Linked DNA regions of Zea mays: region 2 is linked to region 1. A link is a contact called in public Hi-C data. All regions are on one chromosome and are shown on one strand. Each heading gives the region's core, a stretch centred on a gene start, on an enhancer-like site or on the middle of the called end of the contact. The rest is flanking DNA. Distances are from core to core; before and after follow the strand shown. Region 1 holds the start of LOC100280027 (ELMO/CED-12 family protein). Region 2 holds the start of LOC103646132 (homeobox-leucine zipper protein HOX22).

Region 1 (4,777 bases), core at 1,519-4,018:
GTGGTAGTAACTGAATTCTCAATTGTTTTTTTTTCTGACTATATAGTGCACCACACATGGATAAATCTTAGACCTTTACTGTTCAATTGGCACAAGAGGTACGGAGGCAGAGTTTCAGTGAAAAAGCAAAGCGCATGTGAACTATTATATTAGTCTTTAGATCCTTTCAAATTCGAGCTCAATGAATAGCAACTAACGCTACATCAATGGCACAATCCAGCATTACAGAAATGTTGAGATGAATGTCAACAGGCAGGTGGGTCAAGTATTTTTTACTCACTGGATATTTCTTAGAGAAATACAGTAAATTCTCCAAAGATATAAAACCACCACCCCTGTAAGTCCAGATGAACATATTATTGCACATTCAAAATATATCAAATGAATGCTAAGCTGCAAATGTTGGAGAGAAGGGATGCCAGACCTGAAATCTGTAGATGGATCTTTCCCTTGCCATCCCATCTCCTTCCACTGGTCTGATACTAATCCTAGAAGTTCAGTTCCAGGAAAAGAAGCATGCCAAAGGGCCACCAGTGCTTTCTAATGGAATTGTGTCAGTAAATAACCCAAAATAGATAGAACTCAGGAAAAGAAGATGGAAACACATGCTATAGATTCCCATATGAAGCTGAAATTATTCAGATATTTTTAGTTCTTAGGGCCCAGTAGCACCAGATCATATTATTACTGGCAACGGTAAGAAATCATAAGCAAAGCAAATAACTGTTTTACAATCGTATCAGTTGGCTATTTGAGGATCCTTAACAAAAAAAAAACTTGTGTCTAATTAAAATGATGGGTTGAAATACACGTCTCAGTCACGCGGTAAATATTAGTCCCCCTCCCTCTCTTCCCTCAACCCAAGCACGTGCATGCAATGCAACTGTACTATTAAGTATACCAACGCATGTTATGGCACGCCATAGTCATCTCGAATTTGAAGAAAAAACCAAAGTTCATCACAGCACCAACGGTAACAAAAGAACAAATGTGAATTTCAAGTACGATGTTGCACGCTAAAACTAACAAGGTGCTGATATCAGCTAATGCTTGTACCTGATGCTCTAGATTTGAACCATCATACTGCACCTCTATCCGGTTCTGCAACCTATGCAAGCACTCTTCCTGCAACAGAGAATAACCTGTGTATTTTAATACATAATGGAGGCAATGGCAAACAATGTTAATCACAGAAAGATATGCTGTGTCAAAGCAATCAATGCTATAATGGCATGGCATGACATGACACTACTTCATGTTTCCATTATCGCAAAATAAGGACGAGGAATGAAAACTTTCTCTATACATTTGCATCCTCATTGCTCTTTATAAAACTTAATATTTCAATTTCTTTTCTCAGAAATCAATTCACAAGGAAGACAGGAAATGTCTCTAACCCGTCTCTAGCCCCAACGTCGACATATAAAATTATAAACTACTACGTTATGAAACAAAACGAGAGCAAGAATTTTTCATCGCCCTATGCATTGGAGAACACACCAAGCAATCACAATTCACAAAAGACCATACCTGTCGAAGAAGCAATTGCAGTTACATGACAGTTTTCCTCCTTCTGAGCGAATCATAATACCAACCATACATTGTGCTAAAGACAGTACGGCTTCCACAGTCGCTCCTATCGGACTCAAATAACCCCTTTATGTTCCCATAACAATATTGCCAGTTCATATTCAAACTTTCAGGGGAGGATTCATCATTCATAATGATCCCATGTCGCAGGGAAAAAACAGAGATGTTAACAACGCCCTGTGTCGAAGAGAGATATCTACGGATGGCTTTCGTCCAACCTGTTTCTGTTTCGTGCGCGCGCCCGCGATCGTCCTCCCGCCTTCTTAGCCGCGCACCCCGTTATGCTGCGCCGACACGTGGGCCTGCCCCACGCCCCGCTCCCTCACACGCGTGCGGCGTGCCCGCGCTAGCATCGATTCGTTTTGCTCGTTCACAGGCGGGAGGCTCGACAACTTACTTCCCTAGAAAATAGCTAGGAGAATCTAATTTACCAACATTTTCTAGAAAATAGCTTCAGCTCAAACAGTAAAAACCGTTTCAGCAGCGCAAACTACAAAAACATGTTCATACTTTACGCTTTATGGATTCATGGTACTAGTTTTACCTGGCATTTATCTAGTAAGCAATAATAAAATAACGGAATGAGAACGAGCTTTTACCTGAATGGGACTCAAATCGAAGGAGAGGCGCCCGTCGCTCTCCGTCCCCTGCGCGCACACGCACGACGTAAGCCCCTTCCCGATCCACGCCGTGGACACGCCCACGACCTCAGCTGCGGGCGCAGGAAAACGGAAGGGGGAGAAAACCACAACCGTGAGCCTCTGCAGTCTGCACGAAGGCAAACAGCGCAACCAAACGACGGCGCCAGCGCCACGCGCGTACCCGGCGAAGAGTGGTGGCGATGGTGGTGGATGGCGCCGCCGGAGAGGCGTCGCACGGCGAGGAACGAGCCGTCGTTCTGTTCCATGCCGAACGAACGCGCTCGCGCGCTGCACCACGCCTCCTAGGCCTCGGCCTTCCCCTCCCCCTGTCTCTCTCCTCCTCCGCGTCTAAGAGCCGCGATCCGCGCGGGAACCCATGGCTGGTTGGGGCGGGGGGAGGCCGCGGCTCTCCAATCCTGGCGTGCGCGAGATCCCACGGACGGATCGATCACGAGGGCTCTGTCCCCACGCCGCGCCGCGCCGCGGTGCTGCCCCCCCTTGTTTTAGCTGGTTCGTTTGGCTGGCAACTTGGCGTTTCTTAGTTTGGCGTGGCTCCCGTCCGGCCGTCCCGATGGTGGCGCGAATTATTGCGGTTTCCTTGCTTCAGCCTGGGCCAGACGTTTGGCGTAGAAAGCAAACGTTCCCACGACCTCAGTCAGTGCCGGTCTCCCAGAGACTTCAAGCAAGGTGGCTGCTGAAGCTCGGAGTATCCAGGTGGAATTTTCGACCCCAAAAGATGAGCCAGATCTGAATTTCACTCAAGAATATTGACGTTCAGAGATAAATCAGTTTATCAAAGACGAATAAAAGATGTCAAAGACAGATCAAGGTCATCAATCTTGTCACCTAATGGGCGAAGATCTAGATCAGACGCAGGCATGCAGCGTGGGTTTCTCAAAAACTGTCAGCATACTCCACAGCAAGTGGCCAAAATATAACGTTCTGAACGAGTCATTCTGTGGCTGTAGCTGTGTAGCATAAAATATGACGCATAGGACAACGGCAATTGAAAGCTTATTTTTCTTATTGATGAAACCAGAACATCCACATTCCACAGAAGCAACAAAAAATTACAGCTTAACATCAATGCTGTCAAACGGGCAGGTTTTGTGTATCAGATGTTGATCCTACACTGCTATTTCGAAACAAAGGTTATCAAAGCAGAAAAATAGAAAATAAAAGAATGTTTGGGTTATTATGTAACTGATTGATACCACCGGCGCTCTACTTCAGTTTTCGAACGAACCTCCCTGAGCCTCCCATCTGTTCCATAGTCTCTCTCCATCACCAGGTTGATCCCTTCGTCTTCGTCCCAGTACCACCCAACTCCGATACAGAGTGTGCCGTCTTCATTGATGTCAACATAGGCAGTGACGCCACCAGCACCAGGTAACCAAAGCACGGTGACATCCTGCAATCCTGCATGTCGACCATCTCCTCCGGTCCTCCTCCCCAAGAAAACCGAACTTTCAAAGAAAGGATGTTCAAATTTCTATATAATAGAGCTTGACGCAAACCTGCTATGATAGGCTGTCCACGTATGCTCTATTTCTACCAGCCGTCAGATTTCGGATACACGGTGAGATAAGAGCGCGGTGGAAAACGGTAAGGACCACAATGAGCCTGGATTGTCCTCTTCACTGTTGCCTTTCGTGTTCGAATCTTCCAAGGTAAGATCAATGTGTCAAGCATCTAGAAATTTCGTCTTGTCGCTTTTATTTACAGCGAAGGCACGGAGCCGACGCTTATCTTCCGCTCCCTTCCTTACTTGCCCTCGACACGCAGGCGACGACGGTGACGCCTACACTCGACGGCGCCAGCGACTTTCCCTCACACCTCTTCCACAGGCGTAGGCGCGTAGTAGGTTTCTGCATCACCCATCATCTTCCTCGCAACGACGATGCTCATCTTCGCCCGCATCCTTTCTCGCGCTCGGCACACATGAGACGGCAATGACGCTCATGCTTGACGGCGCCAGCGACTTCCCCTCCCGCCTCTCACATAGGCACATGCCCGTGGTGCGTTTCTGCATCTCACATCTATATCTTCCTCAACGTCGGCACTCATATTCCGCTCCCTCCCTTACTCGCGCTCGTCACACAGGTGGCGACGATCAGGCTCGACGGCTTCTCCTCCCACCCCTCACACGGGCGCATGCACATACCCTCTCACAAAGTCCCGCTCTGCATAGCGCCTCCGCATGCCGCAGCCACACTCAACGGCTCCATCGCTCCAGCGCAGTGCCCCTCCTCCACACGGCCGGGCCAGGCCTGTAGGCTAGCCGGCAACCGGCCAGCCACTCGCCTCCCTCCACCCGCTCTCCCTTCTCGGTCGAACGCCTTGGCTAGGCCAGACCTACAGGCAAGCTATCGTCGGGCGATCGTACAAGGAATTACTTTTATTACTGTGCACCAGTCGATTTGGATTCTTTACTGGATGATGCTCCTTCGAATTTGTTTACTCCTTTGGAAACGGCTCATTGTCCCCCCTCCCCTTTCAATTTTGGTGTGATTTTCACCTACTATATGAAAGAGTCAGACGATATG
Region 2 (4,956 bases), core at 2,332-4,831, 140 kb after region 1:
ACGTAGTACATATCACGATGAGATTGTTGCCTTAAATTATGATGTACAGTATGTGTCAACAAGCACTAATCCGGATCGCACATAAGAACCGTTTCTATGAAAGAACGTCGATATCTCTGACCATGATTTGTCATATATCGATTTTAAGAGAGCAATCCAGCCACACCGGACACTAGACGCAGACCAGCGAAACCACCCTGACCAGTTCGACGTTTTCTTATTTTTTATTTGTTAAAAATAATGTCATAGTCATTTATTTTTATTTTTGTTCAACTGCGGCTGCAGTCCCTCGCAGCTACAGTAAACTGTGAGAGCATGAAAGGCCAAAGCCAAAGTTGATGTGTAATCTCCGTCTGCTTTTTTTTAAGCCATTTATGAATATTCTCTCTCACAGTTTACCATTGTTGCCTTGAACAGCTGAAGAAAGCCAGAGAACCTTATTCGACAAATAAACGCCGTTTCCCCTAACGAAACGCTTCCAAATATACGTGGGGCCATGCATCTCATACGTCTACGGAATAATAATCTGCTGAATCCTCGAGAATCCGTCTCGCCCTCTTGCCTAGCTGGCAAAATAGTTTTCACGTTCCTATCTTGACACTGTCCGAGAGGACTCCTTTTGGCCACCCGTTCAGCGGCAGGGACCAGATGGGCTAGCTAGGAGTCCAGAACTTTCTCATGGCTGCCCTCCTCCTCCTCCTCCTGTCCTTTTTGTCTTGCGCCCTGCACAGTGAAACTGAAAGGTGATTCGCGACGCGGCAAAGAACGAGACGAAAAAGTCGATGGGTGTCGCCGTTGCTTGCACGAGGGGACGAGCCGAATGTTTTTTGCGCTAGCTACCAAAGGTGTTGCCCGGCACGTCTTTGGTCGTCTACTGTGAGTATAGCGGCCACACGAGCTTACGACGTCGACGGAAGGCAGCGGCCAAAGTAAAATTAGAGAAGCAAAGGATGTGTGTTTAGCTTGTGGATGGAATACGTGCGGGTGTGTGCGATAGGGACGTTCTCTCGTGCCCAAGAGCGAGCGTGTTTGTTTCGTCGCGAAGGATGCGGGCGTTCTCGGGTGTTCACCGACGGTCAGTGGGGTACATTTCAGCTGTCATTTGGTTCACATATTGGTAACGTAATGCGTAATCGATAACGTTAAATTATGTTTGTTTAAATCTAATCGTAATCGATACCACACTACAAATGAATACCATTTTATTCAAATTTGTTACCGTCGTTATTCGAGTGTGAATCGTTACTATTATCATTTACGTTACATTTCGTAAACTAAACGAGCTATCGCAGTACCGACACCAACGTGAAGGTACATTGGACTTGAGAGTAGATTGACTTATAAACAGTAAATATAAGTCGATTCACTCTCAACTTCAACTCACCTTTATAATGATTTTATTTGGTTGTCCATGCCATCGCGTCTAGAAAAAAGAATAATGATGGCACAAGTCATAGGCCTGCCGGACGGTGAAGTTTTATAATGGAAAATATACAAATTAACATAATGATTTTGCAGTTACTCATTCTTTCTGGGATCTTGAGGACATGATGAAAAGTTAAATGATGAGACCAAATGATAGGAAGAGCATATATGTATATGAAAACAAAACATTTGATCGAGCTGATGAAATTAGAACTTTGATGAAACCTACTTCTTTTATTATCAAGCCCCGAGAACTTCGTTTTGGCCTCGTGGATATTGTGATTCTCCCATTAGTTGTGCAATTCTGGGTCCTAGTTTCTTCAGAAGGCAACCAAAGTTATGATATTATGGCTTTTACATAGTTATTTGTTTCTACCTTTCCGTACCAATAAGATATTATGGCTTTCATAGATATATACTAATATTTATTGTATGTTTAGATATATAATAATAAAAACAATAATGTAGAGAAGCCACAACGCCTTATAATTTACAATTTACAGCCAAGTGGATGATTATCTAGCTCCACAAGTCCAACAGAAAAGTTAAACGAACATTGCAATTTCCTGGTCCGTGTAAAGGGCTATGTTGACAAAAAATTACTTGACAAAAAAGTAGTATGTGGAGGGACTACATTTAAATGTACAGTAACCGTAATCGACGCGCTCGGAGAATCCTGCAGAATCACGAGGTTGACTTTTTGCAAGCAAGCATATATACATTCAAATGTACACGCACAATACAATATATATTTGTGAAGCGACCATCCTTCCATTAGATTATTGAAACCTCGAAACACCACCACACCAACAAAAAGGCTGCAACAAGCCGTGCAACTCGCTACCACCGCGGGCGACTCTGAACCAATACCGTTGATTTTTTGCAGCGTGGAAGAAAGCAGTATTGGCATTGGGTGATTTGCCTCCAAACTCCAAAGGTCGCCATGCCTCGATCACTAGTTCCATGTTTCCGTCGCGCTCCGAATCCCGCGACCTACCGCCTGGCCCCATCCTCCATTGGCACAAAGCGGCCAGTTCTCTCCATCAGTTGCGTCGAGAGCACCATGGCGCGCGGCGACGGCGACATGCACGTACGTTACACACACACGAGCCTTAAGCCTATGTACTAGCCTCTCCATTTCAGGCCACCGCATTCCACTCAACAAGCGGCCAGGGCTCCCACAGCTCCGGCATGGCGCAGTAGGACTCCGGGAACTCGTCGTCGTAGTGAAGGTGCTGGTCGTCGCACTCGGACTCCACCGAGACGTCGGCCAGCGCCGCGCACGTCGACCCGACGAGCACACAGCTCTCGGCGGGCGGCTCCATGTCGACGCATCCGAACAGCAGGACGTTCCTCTTGTCGTCCTCCGCCTCCTCCTCACCACCACCGCCGATGCAGCTGCTGCTGCTAGCCATCGTCTCGCGGCCGCCGCCGCCGGCGGCGGCGGCCCGGTCGTCCCGCTCCCTCAGCCTCTCGCTTAGCTCGCTCAACTGGTCAGTAGTCATGGAACAAACTTTTGATCAGTAGTCATGCAGCAACGGACTGTCGTACAGCATGTTATGTTCAGAGATTATCAGGAAGGATATCGCGTGCGCGCGGATCGGAGGTTCACAGTGATTACCTGAGTGGTGAGTGCGAGCTTGTCCTGCTTGAGGGACTCGACGTGGGCGTGGAGATCGTCGAACTTGGCGCGGAGCAGGGCGTAGTCGTGCTCGAGCTGCTTGGAGCGCCACCGGGCGCGCTTGTTCTGGAACCAGATGGCCACCTGCCGCGGCTGCAGGCCCAGCTCCCGCGCCAGCTCCGCCTTCTCCCGGGGCTCCAGCTTGGCGTGGTGCGCGTGGAACATGGACTCCAGCGACCGTATCTGCTCCTCCGTGAACCGCCGCTTCCTCTCCCCCCTCCCCGACGCCCCGCCTCCGCCTCTCCCCGCCAAAAACGAGGACGGCGGCTCGTCGAGCATCGGGACGCAGAGCTGCTGCTGCTGCTGCTGTGGCTGTGGCACCTGCACCGTCGTCGGCATGAAGAACTGCTGCTGCTGGTGATCTGGCCTGTCCATGTCGTCGATGGATCGATCGATCGTTGGATCCTAGCTATAGCTACTAGAAGCGGTGTGTGTTCTTCCTACCAGCCGGCCGGGACTCCGTGGTACCGTCCCGCTCGGCCCCCCGTTTTATACCCGGCGCGCGGCGTTACGTGTCCACGTCCGGCGATGCGAACATGTGGCCTTTGCGATTGCGGATAAAAGAAGCCCTAGGGCCCGCCCCGCTCGTTGCGAGACCAGGCAAGCAAAGCCGCTTTTGTTTCCGTTCCCGGCCAAGTGTCCGGAATCCGGCCCGTGGCCCGTCGTCCAATGGTTATCCGGCCGCCTCGCGATCCGCGCCCGACACGTGGCGCGTGCGATCGGAACGAGCCCCAGATATTCTTCGGCCCCGGTGGGCCGGGCCGACCCTCTTCTCAGCCGGAACCGGAAGGGATCAGTGCGGGGGGGAGGGATAACCGACGGAAGAACTGGGGTGCCGTTTGGTTTATATATTTGTAACGTAATGAGTAACGGATAACGTTAAATCATGTTTGTTTTAGTCCAACCGTAATAAGATACCACACTAAAATTTGATACCAGCCTATTCAAATTTGTTACCGCCAGTAATCGAGCCGAAACCATTACCATTACCATTTGCGTTACATTTTTTGAACCAAACAGCACCTGGATTGCTGGAGTCGCCGGCGAGCGGCCAATGGGCGGCGGAAAGGTGTGCGCCGGAGGTGGTGTGCGGGGCGCGGACGGAGACGGGCGCAATTGGAACATGTGGTCCGATGGAAGGGCGTGCCGTGCCGCGCGCGGTCGCCGTCACCGGCGCCAGGTGTGCAGTGCAAGGGGGCTTCCTCCGAAAGGGTCGTCGAGGTGGCGCGCCACGCTTGTCCCGTTGCGGCGGCCGGGGGACGTACGAGTCGGACAGTTCGCTCCAGTCGGGTGGTCTGCCGTCTTGCGCGCGCGCGGTACTGTGCCGCCGAAGGCATGTTCATGTTCGACCCGTGTCGTGTTGCGTTTACTGGCAGGCAGTACGTGGTAGGCGGTGTGTGCCTGCCGTAAAAACGACATGATGACTAAAGAAGATTAGATAGGCTAGATGATAAGTACGTACGCTGTAGCCTGGCTTACGCATGCGCATGCGGGGAGCAGGCCCGCCTATCTGACTCCGTGTATCGATCCAATGGAAGAAAAGGGGATTATTCGTCGTCGTCGTCTTCCAACTTCTGATGATGCGTGTTCTAGCAGATCAGGTAAGTTAAAAAGCGGTAATCCGATACGATTAACAACCAGTTTCGCGTGGAACTCTAGCATACTCAGCTGCCTACGCAACGGCTACGTGGTTACCCCAGTCCCAGTTTGGCCGCCACATTAACTGCTTTGGTGTGTGGTGGTTTCTTTCTTTCTTCCTCGAGCCGCAAAAGCAAGTGATCGGCTCGAGCAACAGTACAAAACAGACCCGGCAACCCTAGCGAAGACGAAGACCACAGGCGATGATTAGC

What was found. Hi-C and Micro-C count contacts between places; a contact is called where the count stands out from the background.
Region 2: a contact with region 1 is called in a Hi-C map of leaf, with 5 times the contacts expected there. The contact joins the promoter of LOC103646132 here to the promoter of LOC100280027 in region 1. A contact is called at or near these places in 6 of 25 Hi-C or Micro-C datasets (bundle sheath, ear, leaf and 2 more).

The regions. Positions count from the first base shown.
Region 1 is chr2:22,977,613-22,982,389 of Zm-B73-REFERENCE-NAM-5.0, forward strand. LOC100280027 (ELMO/CED-12 family protein) reads right to left here and starts at 2,769. Exons shown (of 9, transcript NM_001152971.1): 1 at 2,413-2,769; 2 at 2,190-2,302; 3 at 1,057-1,125; 4 at 425-540; 5 at 281-335. The coding sequence starts at 2,497. LOC111590822 reads left to right here and starts at 4,008. Exons shown (of 2, transcript XM_023301603.1): 1 at 4,008-4,249; 2 at 4,335-4,777. The coding sequence starts at 4,184. The coding sequence ends at 4,742.
Region 2 is chr2:23,117,949-23,122,904 of Zm-B73-REFERENCE-NAM-5.0, forward strand. It overlaps LOC103646132 (homeobox-leucine zipper protein HOX22), which reads right to left and starts at 3,582. Exons shown (of 2, transcript XM_008670850.4): 1 at 3,047-3,582; 2 at 2,123-2,915. The coding sequence starts at 3,481. The coding sequence ends at 2,565.